Linked DNA regions of Mus musculus: all the other regions are linked to region 1. A link is a contact called in public ChIA-PET and promoter capture Hi-C data. All regions are on one chromosome and are shown on one strand. Each heading gives the region's core, a stretch centred on a gene start, on an enhancer-like site or on the middle of the called end of the contact. The rest is flanking DNA. Distances are from core to core; before and after follow the strand shown. Region 1 holds the start of Cerk (ceramide kinase). Region 2 holds the start of AU022754 (expressed sequence AU022754). Region 3 holds the start of D130051D11Rik (a long non-coding RNA gene). Region 4 has its middle 23 kb from the start of D130051D11Rik.

Region 1 (2,612 bases), core at 65-2,564:
GAGTCCAGTCCTCTTGGTATTAAACACTTACATATAAACACTGCATTAATTTCCAGGCGTGGTGGCTCATACCTTTAATCTCAGCTCTTGGGAGGCAGAGGGAGGTGGATCTTTAAGTTTGAGAGTCTATAGAGTGAGCTCCAGGACAATCAGGACTACCCAGAGAAACCCTGTCTCAAAATAATAATAATAATAATAGTAATAATAATAATTAATAATAATAATAGCCCCTGCTGCCCTTGCCCGACACAACCCCTCACCAGTAACAGAGGCAGCATCATCAGCAATGGCAAGAGGTTTCTGAAGAAGTTTCATGTCCACATTCCCCAAGCCTCATCCCGATAGCCGTGAAAGGAAAGAGCTGGGACAGCCATTGCTTCAACTAACAACTGAGCTAGGTCAGGTCCAGCTTGCTCCAGGGTGGGGCTAGGATTCTGCCTGGGCCTAACCAACACTCCAGGGCTGTCAGGGAGCCTACCATTGGGCTGGGCTTCCAGGAAGCAAGTGATTCATGGTTGTCCCTGCCCTGCAGATGGACACAGGGCACCGACAGGATCAGACCTGTACCTTAGCCCTCTGGTACCAGGCACAGGCAAGGTAGACTTGGCCAGCTCCACCCCAGTCTGCAACAGCAGGAGAGCTGAGGGGGAGGGCAGAAGGCTCTCCTGTCTTCTTGAAAGCTGACTCCGCTGTGAGGCTTAGCTCTGTCACACCACAGAGCCCTGCACTCTTGGACCAGTTAGCATCTCCGAGGAGACTCTTCCTTGGTCAGATGTGAACAGATGCTATCACGCAACCAATATCTGAGTAACACATTATGCACAGAGACCATTTTAGACACTGGAGACCCAGTAAGGGACAAGCCCACATGCCCATGGAATTTTCACAAAGATGGGTAGATATGCAATGAGTGCAGTGCTGAATTTTGCCCTGCTGTGTCTTGGGATGCTTTGGCTGGGGGAGACGGAGTCCAGGAAGACCTCCCTGAGGTGGATATGTTCAGCTTGTCCCATGTTAAGCTGCATCAAGAGCAGCAACTCCGGTTCCCTAGGCCTGTTTGGGAGGGTACAGTCAGGTGACTGATAAGAAGACGCCTTCTCCCGTCTCTCTGGTGGCTGTAGACCCACAACCATCCACACATGAAGCTTCCACTCCCCTGGAAGGTAACCCCTGTCCTCTCCATCCTAGCCTTCCTTTGCCTACTGGGACTAACCTGCAGGACTCTTGCTAGCCGCCAGGAGACCAAGACCTAAAAAGAGACGGATGCCCAAGGTCAAATCGCTCCTGGGCGCACACCAGCAGTTCCACGGCCTCCTATCGCCTGCCCAGGACCGCCCGGGCAACATTTCTGCGCTGCTGGGACTCCGCCCGTCCCTTTGCAGCCCTCCCTACCCCGTCGCTCGTGCAGACCCAGCAGGACCCAGGGGCAGCCAGAGCGACAGACTAGTGTCTTTCAGGGCACCCGGCCGCTCCGACCGCCCTCCCCACAGCCAGGTCCCTCAGTCCCCTCCTCTGACCCCTCCCTCCCGTTCCTTCCTAGGCCTTTTCTGCTCCTCATCCTAGGCTCCCTAGACTCCTCTGTTTCTGATTCTTCTCTGGCCCCAAGTCTAGCTTCTCCTGTCCTCACCCTGGTCGCCTCCTCCCGGGTCCCCGCCACCCTCTCTGCGTACCGGGTGACGCAGCGCCGCCTCCCGCTCCCGCCTCCCCGCGTCACCGCCGGGCAGACTGCAGGGGCCGCTAACGGTCCCGCGCCCCCCCCGGTGTCCGCGCGCCCCGCGCCCGGCGGACGAGGCCGCGCCGGCGGCGATGGGGGCAATGGGGGCGGCGGAGCCGCTGCACTCCGTGCTGTGGGTGAAACGGCGACGCTGTGCCGTCAGCCTGGAGCCCGCGCGGGCTCTGCTACGCTGGTGGCGGAGCCCGGAGCCCGGGCCCTCCGCGCCGGGTGCCGGTAAGTGTGGCCATCCCGGGCTGGTGGGGCCGGCGCTGCATCCACCCCGGCCTGCGTAGCCCGAGCGCTCCGGGCAGGCTGGGATGGGGCGGAACTCGGAGGGAGGAGACCTGGGGCACGGGGAGAGGCGCCCGGGATACCGAGGCGCGGGGAATCCGAGACGCAGAGCCCGGGTGCCGGGCGGTCTAAGTACTCCGCGGCCTCTGGCGGGGAACCGTCTGGGTGCTGAGAGCCCAGATACTCCTGGAACTGGGATGACAAAGCCTCTGGAGGTGCTGGAGGGGGAGGGGAAGAGCGGACGTCCACAGCCCCCCACCCCCCATCCCGGAGCATCCGCGGGACCCTGGGGGAGGTCTGTTGCTGGTGCTGCCGTCGGGATGGCGCTGGCACACCTGGACAGGACTGGTTTCTGGTCATATTCTTCGTCCAATACAGTGAACCCAAGTACATACACATGTTTCTCTATGGGAGAAGCCCAGAGGGGCCCTGGCAGGGACTTCCTGCGATTAGGCAGTTGAGCAAGGGCCTTTGACTTTCCGATGGAGTGTACACCCTGCTCAGCCGCCCTCAGGGTTGAAAGAGGAGTAGCTTAGGCCAGCATGGGGAAAAAACGCAACCCACCCGCAGTGACTGGGAATGGTGCAAGGACACTAGAGCCACTCTC
Region 2 (2,612 bases), core at 32-2,531, 600 kb after region 1:
AATGCTGGGCAGGCTGGTGTGTCTACCAGTCTCAAGTCCCACGCTCTGCTTGCGCTCTGCAGTGCCGGGCACTGGAACGAGTTTTCCCCGAGTTTGTTGGGCAGGTAACAATGCCTGATCCGGAGTTGTGGCCCTGGAAGCACCCACGTAGGTAACGTCTAGGGGAAAGATGTCTGCACATAGAAAGGAGATGGTGGTGGGTGGTCTCTCTCTCTTTAACTAGAAACTGGAAACCAAGTGACCACCAAGCCCTGAGCGGGTAGTTTCTTAGCCCCCGCCCCTACCCCCACCTTCACTGTCTCTGAGGAGCGCAGGTGTCTCTTTGGAGCCGCACCCTCTCCCCTCCCTCCCCTCTTCCCACGCAGTCCTGGGAGGGCGATCGGAAGGGAGCTGGCCTGGGGAGGGGGGGCGAGGGGTTAGATGCGTTCGTGTGTCACGGGGGAGGGAGGAGAAAAGGGAGGGGAGAGCCAGGGAGCGCGCGCGAGAGAGCGCGCTGCGAGCGAGGAGGGCGGGCGGGAGGCGGATCCTCCTACCTGGGGCGCGCTCGCCTGCTCGCGGCTCGCTTGCCGGGGCCGCGAGTCACCTGGGGAGGCGGACAAGTGCGGACACATTGGCCGCCCCGGCGCACCGCGAGGCGCGCACGGCCCCAGGCGGCTAAGCCCAGTGGAGGCAGCGCCCGCCCGCTGCTCCTGGCCCCGGCCTGCGCTCGCAGAGTCCCACGGTCACTCCGCTGGGCTCCGAGGTCGCGGTTCCCCGCCCGGGTCACTCCCCCGGGCGCACGCGGCGGCTGCGGCGCCCTGGGCTCACCATGGTGGCAACGCGTGCCGGGTGCCCACGCGTCGCCCGCCTCCCGAGCCGAAGCGCCGGCTGAGCGTGGTCCTACCGCAGCTCCCTGGCTCCTGCCCGGCCCCTGCCCACCCGCGCGTCCCCTCCGGCCGCAGCTGTCTATGGCGCAGCCCCCCTCCCTGGATCATGCACAGAAACTTTCGAAAGTGGATCTTTTACGTGTTTCTCTGCTTTGGCGTCCTCTACGTGAAGCTCGGGTGAGTATTTCTCTGGGCGGGGGGCTGCAGACGGGGAGCCGGCAGCCACCAGAGCCTCCTCCAGCGGACCTGGGGATAGGAGTTGGTGGGGGAGGGCGTTTCTTGAAGTGGCCAGGCTGGCTGGTATCTCCGGCCCTCAACCCAGCCTCGTTGAGACTCAACCGAGCCCCCCCGGAGCCAGAGATCCTCCGGAGGGGCGCGGAGCCAATACGCAGCAGGGACAGCGCGGTCCGCGGACGGCCGCAGCGGGGCTCGCGGGTAGCGGCGAGCGTGCCGGGCGCGTACTTTCACCTGTTTGGGCTCCAGGCCCCGGGGGTGGGACGCGCCTTCCCTCCCCCGGGCTGCGCTGGGCGCCGAGCCCGGGCCGAGCGCTAGCCGCCGGGAGGGCGCGCCGGGCCGGGGGGGGGGTGCGTGGGGCATCCCCGGCGGGGGAGATCGGGGCGCGCACTCGCCGCGAGCGCGCAGGCCTTGCACCCGCCGCGGCCCTTCGTCTCTATCCATCACCCGGACATGTTGAAATTACCTTGACAACTCGTCCGGCTGGCTCGGGATGGGCCGTGGGGCTGGCGCAGCAGCCTCGGGCTCCGTCCCGGGCCCGCGCCCCCGCCCGCCCGGGGCCTTGCGCCCGGCCCCCTCTCACCGAGCTCCCCCTGGCGCGGCCGGCCGGGCGGGCTCCAGGCGGGCCGCGCTCGCTGCTCGCCGCCGTAGCTGCTCCGAGTCGTATTTCCACATTCCTGAACCCAGCCGAGTCCTTACCTGTTGAGCCGCGATCTCCTTTAGACGGAATCTGTCTCGGCCTCCCCGGATTGGGGGTGGAGGGGCAGTGTGACCGAACGGAGCGCACCGCACCTCGCGGGCGTTAGTCACTCTTGGCGGGCCGGCCGGGACCAGACCCCCACCCCCACTCGGAGCACCTGCGGACATCTGTGCCCGCCTTGCCCGGCGATCCTACTATGTGTCGCCCGGCGCTCTGAGGCCAGCCTCATCTTGGCCCTAGGAAGGCCAGTGACCAGACCTGTAGGAGGGGCGGGTTCCGGTACCTGGGAGACCGACTTTCCAGGCGAGAGGTAGAAACAGTCGCTGAAGATCAGCACCCTTCCCAGCTCTCTGCACCTCCGCCATCTTACAGGTGAAGAAATTGAGGCCCAGAGAGGGGTAGGGACCAAACCTGGTGGCCTCAGAGGCAGGATTGAAAGTCTCTTCCTTATTCCTGCAGACCTGGGCGGGAGTGTCTGCGGCTGAGAGTGGTTGTGTTTATTGTAGGTTTGTGAGGGTAGGCTATGTCCCTGGGTGTTTGTTTATGAAGGTGAGGGGTGCCGGGGCTTTGAGCTTGCTGGGATGGGGGCAGGGTGGGCAGGCCACTGCTTCCTGGACTCTCAGCAGCCTGTAATGAATCTCCTGGGCCTGTGAAGGGACCCACCGCCCTTTGGGAGGAGGATCCATGCAGATCCCAGCTACCTGGTTCTGGCGCCAAGGCCTTTGAGTTGGGCGCTTGACTGCACCGGCCCTGGCTTCCATTGCTGACCATTCTTCTCAGCAAAGTCCTCTTATCATCAAATGGGAAAAAGT
Region 3 (2,612 bases), core at 62-2,561, 550 kb after region 1:
TGGCTTGGCAGGCTTGGTCCAACAAACCAGATGCTTGGAAATCACCTACTTTTCCATGTTCTTCAAAGGCATCATAGAGACCATCTTCTGCAACCCACTCCTGACTCCGGTACAAAGAAAGACAGCGCACAAATGATGCACAATCTACAATGTTTCATTTGGGGGTTGATCTTGTAATGGTGCAGAAGCGACAGGCATCAGCAGAAACACTACTTGGGATTTTGAGTTTGATCTCTTCCATGCTGGTGATAATGCGATATAAGCACCCTTTCTCAACGCTGGCCATCACCAGGGGAAACCACATGCTCCAGTGTGCTGAGTTGATAAGCCAGGACATTTAGTAGATTAAGCAACCCCATGATGTTTTAAGCCACAGTGGGTCCTCTGTATGAGCCATTATTAAAGGTTAAAGAACCTTTATTTGATGGTCTCGGTGAACAAGTTGGGGTGGGGACATCAGGCACCTCCAGGATGCTTAAAGTCTTCTGGCTAGGAATAAAGAATGATGAACGGGGCAGTGCTGGCGACGAGAGGTGACCACGGAAAGGAACTATGTGCTCCAGCTGAGCAGAACAGATTAAACCAGAGAATCAGAACCAGGGTGTGGAAGGACTTGTCTCTCTGTGGAGGGACAGTGCTGGCCACAGTGGCTAGGAGCCCTGCGACAGCACATCAGAAGCATGTGCGGGCCTTCCTGAAAAGTGGCTGTCAACAAATAGGCGCTCTCGTCTCTGGGCCTGCAGACCTCCAAAAGGGGCGTTCACACTGCGGGGCTAGCCTGGGCTCTGCATTTCTTGGATAGGGCTGAGCACCCGGCAGGGCCACGTCGCTCCTGGTACAGAGGGAGGCTACAGTCTAAAGTAGGAGGGGCCTCGGGTTCCCGGTGCCAGGACTCCGCCGCCAAGACGGTGCCGTGGCCTGCCCCCTCTAGGGACCTAGAAAGCTCCACGCTCACACCTTGAGGGGGTACAGAGGGAGCAGAAAAGGCAGAAGTGCGCCCACGGCGCCCACAGCCCTTAAAATAACACACAACTCTCACGCTCCACCCCGGAAGCAGACTCGCGGTAGACGTAGGGCGGGGCCTCTCGAGTCTGGGGGCGTGACTTCTAAGTAGCCTGCGCCGGAAATGAAGTCCAGGGTGCGGCATACTTGGAGGCCGCGGTTCGCAGCTGAGAGGCGGGGCCCTGTCTAGAGGCGGAGCCTTGCCCAGCTGGAGGTGGAGCCACTGGGCCACCATCTCCGACTTCCGGGGTCGCGGGCGGTGCGGGCGGAGTGAAGCACAGAGTGGGCGGGCCCTGGGTCGGCCAGCTCTGAATGCAAATTTACGGCCTAGCAGGCTGCGGCTCCGGGGCGAGGCCTGCGTGTGGGGCGGGGCCTAGGTATGTGGGCGGGACCTGGCGCCGGGCACGCCCAACCTTAGTGCGGGCAGGCGGGAGGCGGAGCCTCTGCGCGCGGCCTAAATGAGTTTGCGCAGACTCAGGGCGGGCTCTCAGCCTGTCACTGTGAACCTTAGGGCTGCATTTCACTTGAATCAGATTTTCGTTTTAGTCAGACTTTTCTGTTCTGAAAGCTTTCCTGCCCTTGGAGTTTGTAAATCTTGGCAAGGAGGAAGAAAACGGGTAACCCTCAAGCTCCTCGTGAGATTTTTCCTTTTTTGAGGCTGTGTACGTGATGTAAAGAGTCTTGCAAAATTGCAGTAACACTTGAGAATACCTTAAAAATACCCAGTTCTTGATCTAAGGGTGTACCTCAGTTGGTAGAGTCCTTTCCTAGCAGACAGGAGACCTTGGCTTCCATTCTAGTATCAAACAAACAAACAAACAAAAACTTTATAATTTTCCAACTCAAAAATCATACGTTACTGGAGAAAATTTAGAAAGTTGACAAGAATTTTTAAAAACCTGATCAATATGCCAGGTAGTGGCACACTCCTTTAATCCCAGCACTTGGGAGGTAGAGGCAGGTGAATCTCTGCTCTTGAGACCAGCCTGGACTACAGAGCAAGTTCCAGGACAGTCAGGGCTATATCTCAAAAACACCAACAACAACAACACAAAAAACAACAACAAAAACAAATAAACACTCTGATTATTTAAGATCACTAGTGTTAACATTTTGACGTTTCTATTTTTATAATTCTATGTATATTTGAAACAGAAATAGGGACAATACTATACAGTACTACCTTGCCCTTTGTCTTTTTGTGGCTGGTGTTGCTGTGAGGGTCTGACCATAGCCCTATTTGTGGCCCCACACAGCCCTAGATGGGAAACCCCTTTGTTATTTAACTCTCATAGGCCGTCTTGTTTCCATCTCTTTTGAGTTTTCCTTTCTTTCTTTCTTTCTCTCTTTTGTTTTTGTTATTGTTTTTTGTTTGTTTTTGTTGTTTGTTTTTTCGAGACAGGGTTTCTCTATATAGCCCTGACTGTCCTGGAACTCACTTTGTAGACCAGGCTGGCCTCGAACTCAGAAATCTGCCTGCCTCTGCCTCCGGAGTGCTGGGATTAAAGGCTTGAGCCACCAAGCTCGGCCCTCTTTTGAGTTTTCTACATTTAAAAGGTAACAATGTTTCAACAAGTGATAAATCACTTGTAGCCAAAAAATAGATACCT
Region 4 (2,612 bases), core at 47-2,546, 530 kb after region 1:
TGTAGGGCCAGCTGAGGTACATGCCTAACTATGATATGGCATCTGGGGACTGGATCCCTACATTAACCTTTCTGGTGTTTCCCTGCTTGCAAGCCCCTTGTCCCCATTGGCAATCCACTTGGTAGATTTAAGTCAAGGCCATAAAATGGACACCTTAGAGGCAACTATCTCAACAGAGCCGACGGCCACTTCACAGCTAACAAGAGGCCTGCTTTATTTGGCCCAACTGTTTTACTCTGCCCAGGATCCAAACACCAATACTGCTGTTTATCATATCGCCATACTGCAGGTCCCTGTGCTGACCGCCATGTTCCCTACCTGCCTCTACCCCTACCCCAAGGAAAGCCTCAGTTTCCCTTCTCCACCTTAATAGCAAGGTTCTGGGCCGCTCTACTCCCATGCACCCAGAGTTTTTGTACATCCTTAGCTTTGCAGTGTGGCTGTCTGCTGCTGGAATGATTAAGGTCCGGCTGCCAGATCTGGGCTCACAAAACCTCAGGGAAGAAATCTGGTATCAGGGAGCCGGAGGCCTTCTCCTTGAATACCTAAGGGCCAGAGCTGGCCACTTGGAGGAGACAGATCGGGTTCGCCTGGGAGGAAGAAGTGCCTCTGGAACCAAATGGCAAAGAAACGGGGACAACGGAGCAGACAGGCATCGTGCAAACAGATACTGCAAGAGTCAAGAGGGAGGAAGCCCAGGAAAACGTGAGGAGAGCTTGTCTCTTTGTAGAAACCACAAACCACCTTTCCTTGCATTCATTTCTGTAACCTCTAAATTGTTTACAATGTATCCATGATGCGTTCAGAATCACAGGACTATGTTATATCACAAAGATATAATTCACATGGAGAATGAAGTGTGTGAATGGCTACTGTTTATGAATTTAATGCAAATACTGATTATCACCCATTGCCTCTTTTTAAGAAAAAGTTAGTTTATAGCTATTCCCTTATCTCCAGCCCTTGACCCTGTAGGGAAAGCTTCTGTTTCTCAAATAGAAACTGAAACCAAGAGATCCGCCAACACTGGCTGCTGGTGTCACTGGCCTGCAGTAGCCCCAACAGCTACAAGCGAGCAGGCTCCTGTTTATACCAGGAGTGAAGCACCTTCAAATTTCAAGGAGCCTTTCTATACCCCTCTAACAGCTTCCAGACCATTTTCCTTGGAGAGTCGGAGAGTCGTTGTATTTCCTATAGAGTTTGGTTTGTCTGTCTGCTGTTTTCACAGTGTCAGTAGTAGCGCCTGGAGCCAGGGCAGAGCTACAGGGAACAAAGACCGTCTAGGTTCGCCTTAAAGTAATGGTACTTACACGGGTCCCTTTATCACTCAAAGGGCATGATGCAGCTTGTGGGTCTGACTAGTGACTCTGTGGAGTGTGACAGTGTCTCAGCTGGGTTGGTAGTCTCCCTTCTGATAACATGACAGCCTTAGAAGGAAGATCTGTGCACAGACCAGGGCTCAGTGTATGTCTAAGGACACTCCAATCCCAGGACCCTGACCCCTGTGAGAGTGTATCTTGTTTCTCACTTGTTTACAGTGGGCTGTTTCTAGATTCCAGCTGCAGGGATGGGTCTCCAGATCCAATGAGGGTGGCTTAAATATCTTCCTTTAAAAGTGGGATAAAAGGAGTGCCCCTGTGCTGTTTTCTACTCTAAAAGGCAATTCCTAAATTTGGATTGGAAAAAAAAAGTACTTGAGCTTGAAACTCCAATGGTTTTCAGAACGTGAGTGAGATCCGCCACTCTTCGTGCTAACAGCATCTTAAATGGCCTAAAATAAATCAGAACAAAATGCTGTGTGTAGAGCATATGTCTCCCACCACTCCTGGCTTTCTGAAGGCAGTTTGAGCTGCCGCACACAGACATGTGTTGACCCATGAGCTGATGGCCCGGACTCCTGCCAGGCCCAGGACCTGTGAGGCACCAACCTCTCACAGACCATACAGACCCAGCCTTGCTAGACATCTCGGTGCTCAATGGGGATTAGACTATAAAACAAATAACTTAAAAAAAAAAACAATCAACAGGTGAGTTGCATGAGTACACATTTTTATTTCCTCCAACTCAATGAGAGAAAGGAGAACAAAGTCTGGGACTTGGAATTTTTAAGCCATGAATGGATGGGCACACTTTCAAAAGATTTATTTTACTTCCTCTCCTTAACACTGGGCATAGAAAAAAAAAATCCCTGCTTTCTAAAACAAAAACACATGCCATTTTAATTTAGCAAACAAAAGCCAGGATGAAAGAAAAAAATCTCTACTGAGACAATTTTTAAATTAAAAAGGCAGGAAGGGGTTGCTTTTTTACCTTTCGGGGAGGATTACCTTATGCAACCATCAATAATTTAACAATCAAATAATCAAATCACAGCAAAATGCCAATTCCATCTGAGGCTTTGAGACCAAGGCCTGGGAGAGATTTTACTTGTAACTGCCAACTAGCTGAAGCTGGGGTTAACTGCGAGAGCGCTTTAGGGAGTCTCCAGACAGGGCGGGGTCATAATTAATTTATTTTATCTTATCCATCTATCTACACACAGGATTAAAATATTCACCTCAGTCCGCTCCCTTTGAAACATACACCCACTCCAGGGTGACTTCTACAGCCTT

What was found. Promoter capture Hi-C pulls out the DNA fragments that hold promoters and counts their contacts. ChIA-PET counts read pairs in DNA pulled down with a chosen protein or histone mark.
Region 2: a promoter capture Hi-C map of embryonic stem cells shows a contact between it and region 1, with 6 times the contacts expected there. The contact joins the promoter of AU022754 here to the promoter of Cerk in region 1. A contact is called at or near these places in 3 of 39 promoter capture datasets (embryonic stem cells, liver and stem cell-derived epiblast-like cells).
Region 3: a contact with region 1 is called in a promoter capture Hi-C map of pre-B cells, with 4 times the contacts expected there. The contact joins the promoter of D130051D11Rik here to the promoter of Cerk in region 1. A contact is called at or near these places in 2 of 39 promoter capture datasets (hippocampal neurons and pre-B cells) and 3 of 115 datasets of contacts at active chromatin or transcription factors (bone marrow-derived macrophages, large pre-B cells and microglia).
Region 4: a contact with region 1 is called in an RNA polymerase II ChIA-PET map of memory CD8 T cells, with 20 read pairs. The contact joins the enhancer-like site here to the promoter of Cerk in region 1. A contact is called at or near these places in 1 of 39 promoter capture datasets (pre-B cells), 2 of 484 Hi-C or Micro-C datasets (Sertoli cells and embryonic stem cells), 3 of 115 datasets of contacts at active chromatin or transcription factors (bone marrow-derived macrophages, double positive thymocytes and memory CD8 T cells) and 2 of 9 other capture datasets (embryonic stem cells and pancreatic islet).

What each region holds. Positions count from the first base shown.
Region 1 is chr15:86,184,843-86,187,454 of GRCm38.p6, reverse strand. It overlaps Cerk (ceramide kinase), which reads left to right and starts at 1,314. Exons shown (of 13, transcript NM_145475.4): 1 at 1,314-1,948. The coding sequence starts at 1,807. It overlaps Gm15569 (predicted gene 15569), which reads right to left and starts at 1,727. Exons shown (of 3, transcript NR_155352.1): 1 at 1,671-1,727; 2 at 1,214-1,249; 3 at 259-803.
Region 2 is chr15:85,579,811-85,582,422 of GRCm38.p6, reverse strand. It overlaps AU022754 (expressed sequence AU022754), which reads right to left and starts at 1,281. Exons shown (of 5, transcript NR_040433.1): 1 at 1,006-1,281; 2 at 1-173. Wnt7b (wingless-type MMTV integration site family, member 7B) reads left to right here and starts at 602. Exons shown (of 4, transcript NM_009528.3): 1 at 602-1,043. The coding sequence starts at 973.
Region 3 is chr15:85,633,295-85,635,906 of GRCm38.p6, reverse strand. D130051D11Rik (a long non-coding RNA gene) reads right to left here and starts at 1,311. Exons shown (of 2, transcript XR_003951642.1): 1 at 1-1,311.
Region 4 is chr15:85,656,300-85,658,911 of GRCm38.p6, reverse strand. No RefSeq gene overlaps it. Among named protein-coding and RNA genes, the nearest start is that of D130051D11Rik, 23 kb to the right of the region's middle. Within about 2 kb of position 1,296, at least 137 of the 459 cell types and tissues checked have an H3K27ac peak or open chromatin away from gene starts, as enhancers often do. A contact at or near this core is called in bone marrow-derived macrophages, double positive thymocytes, memory CD8 T cells and 2 more, where this site is marked.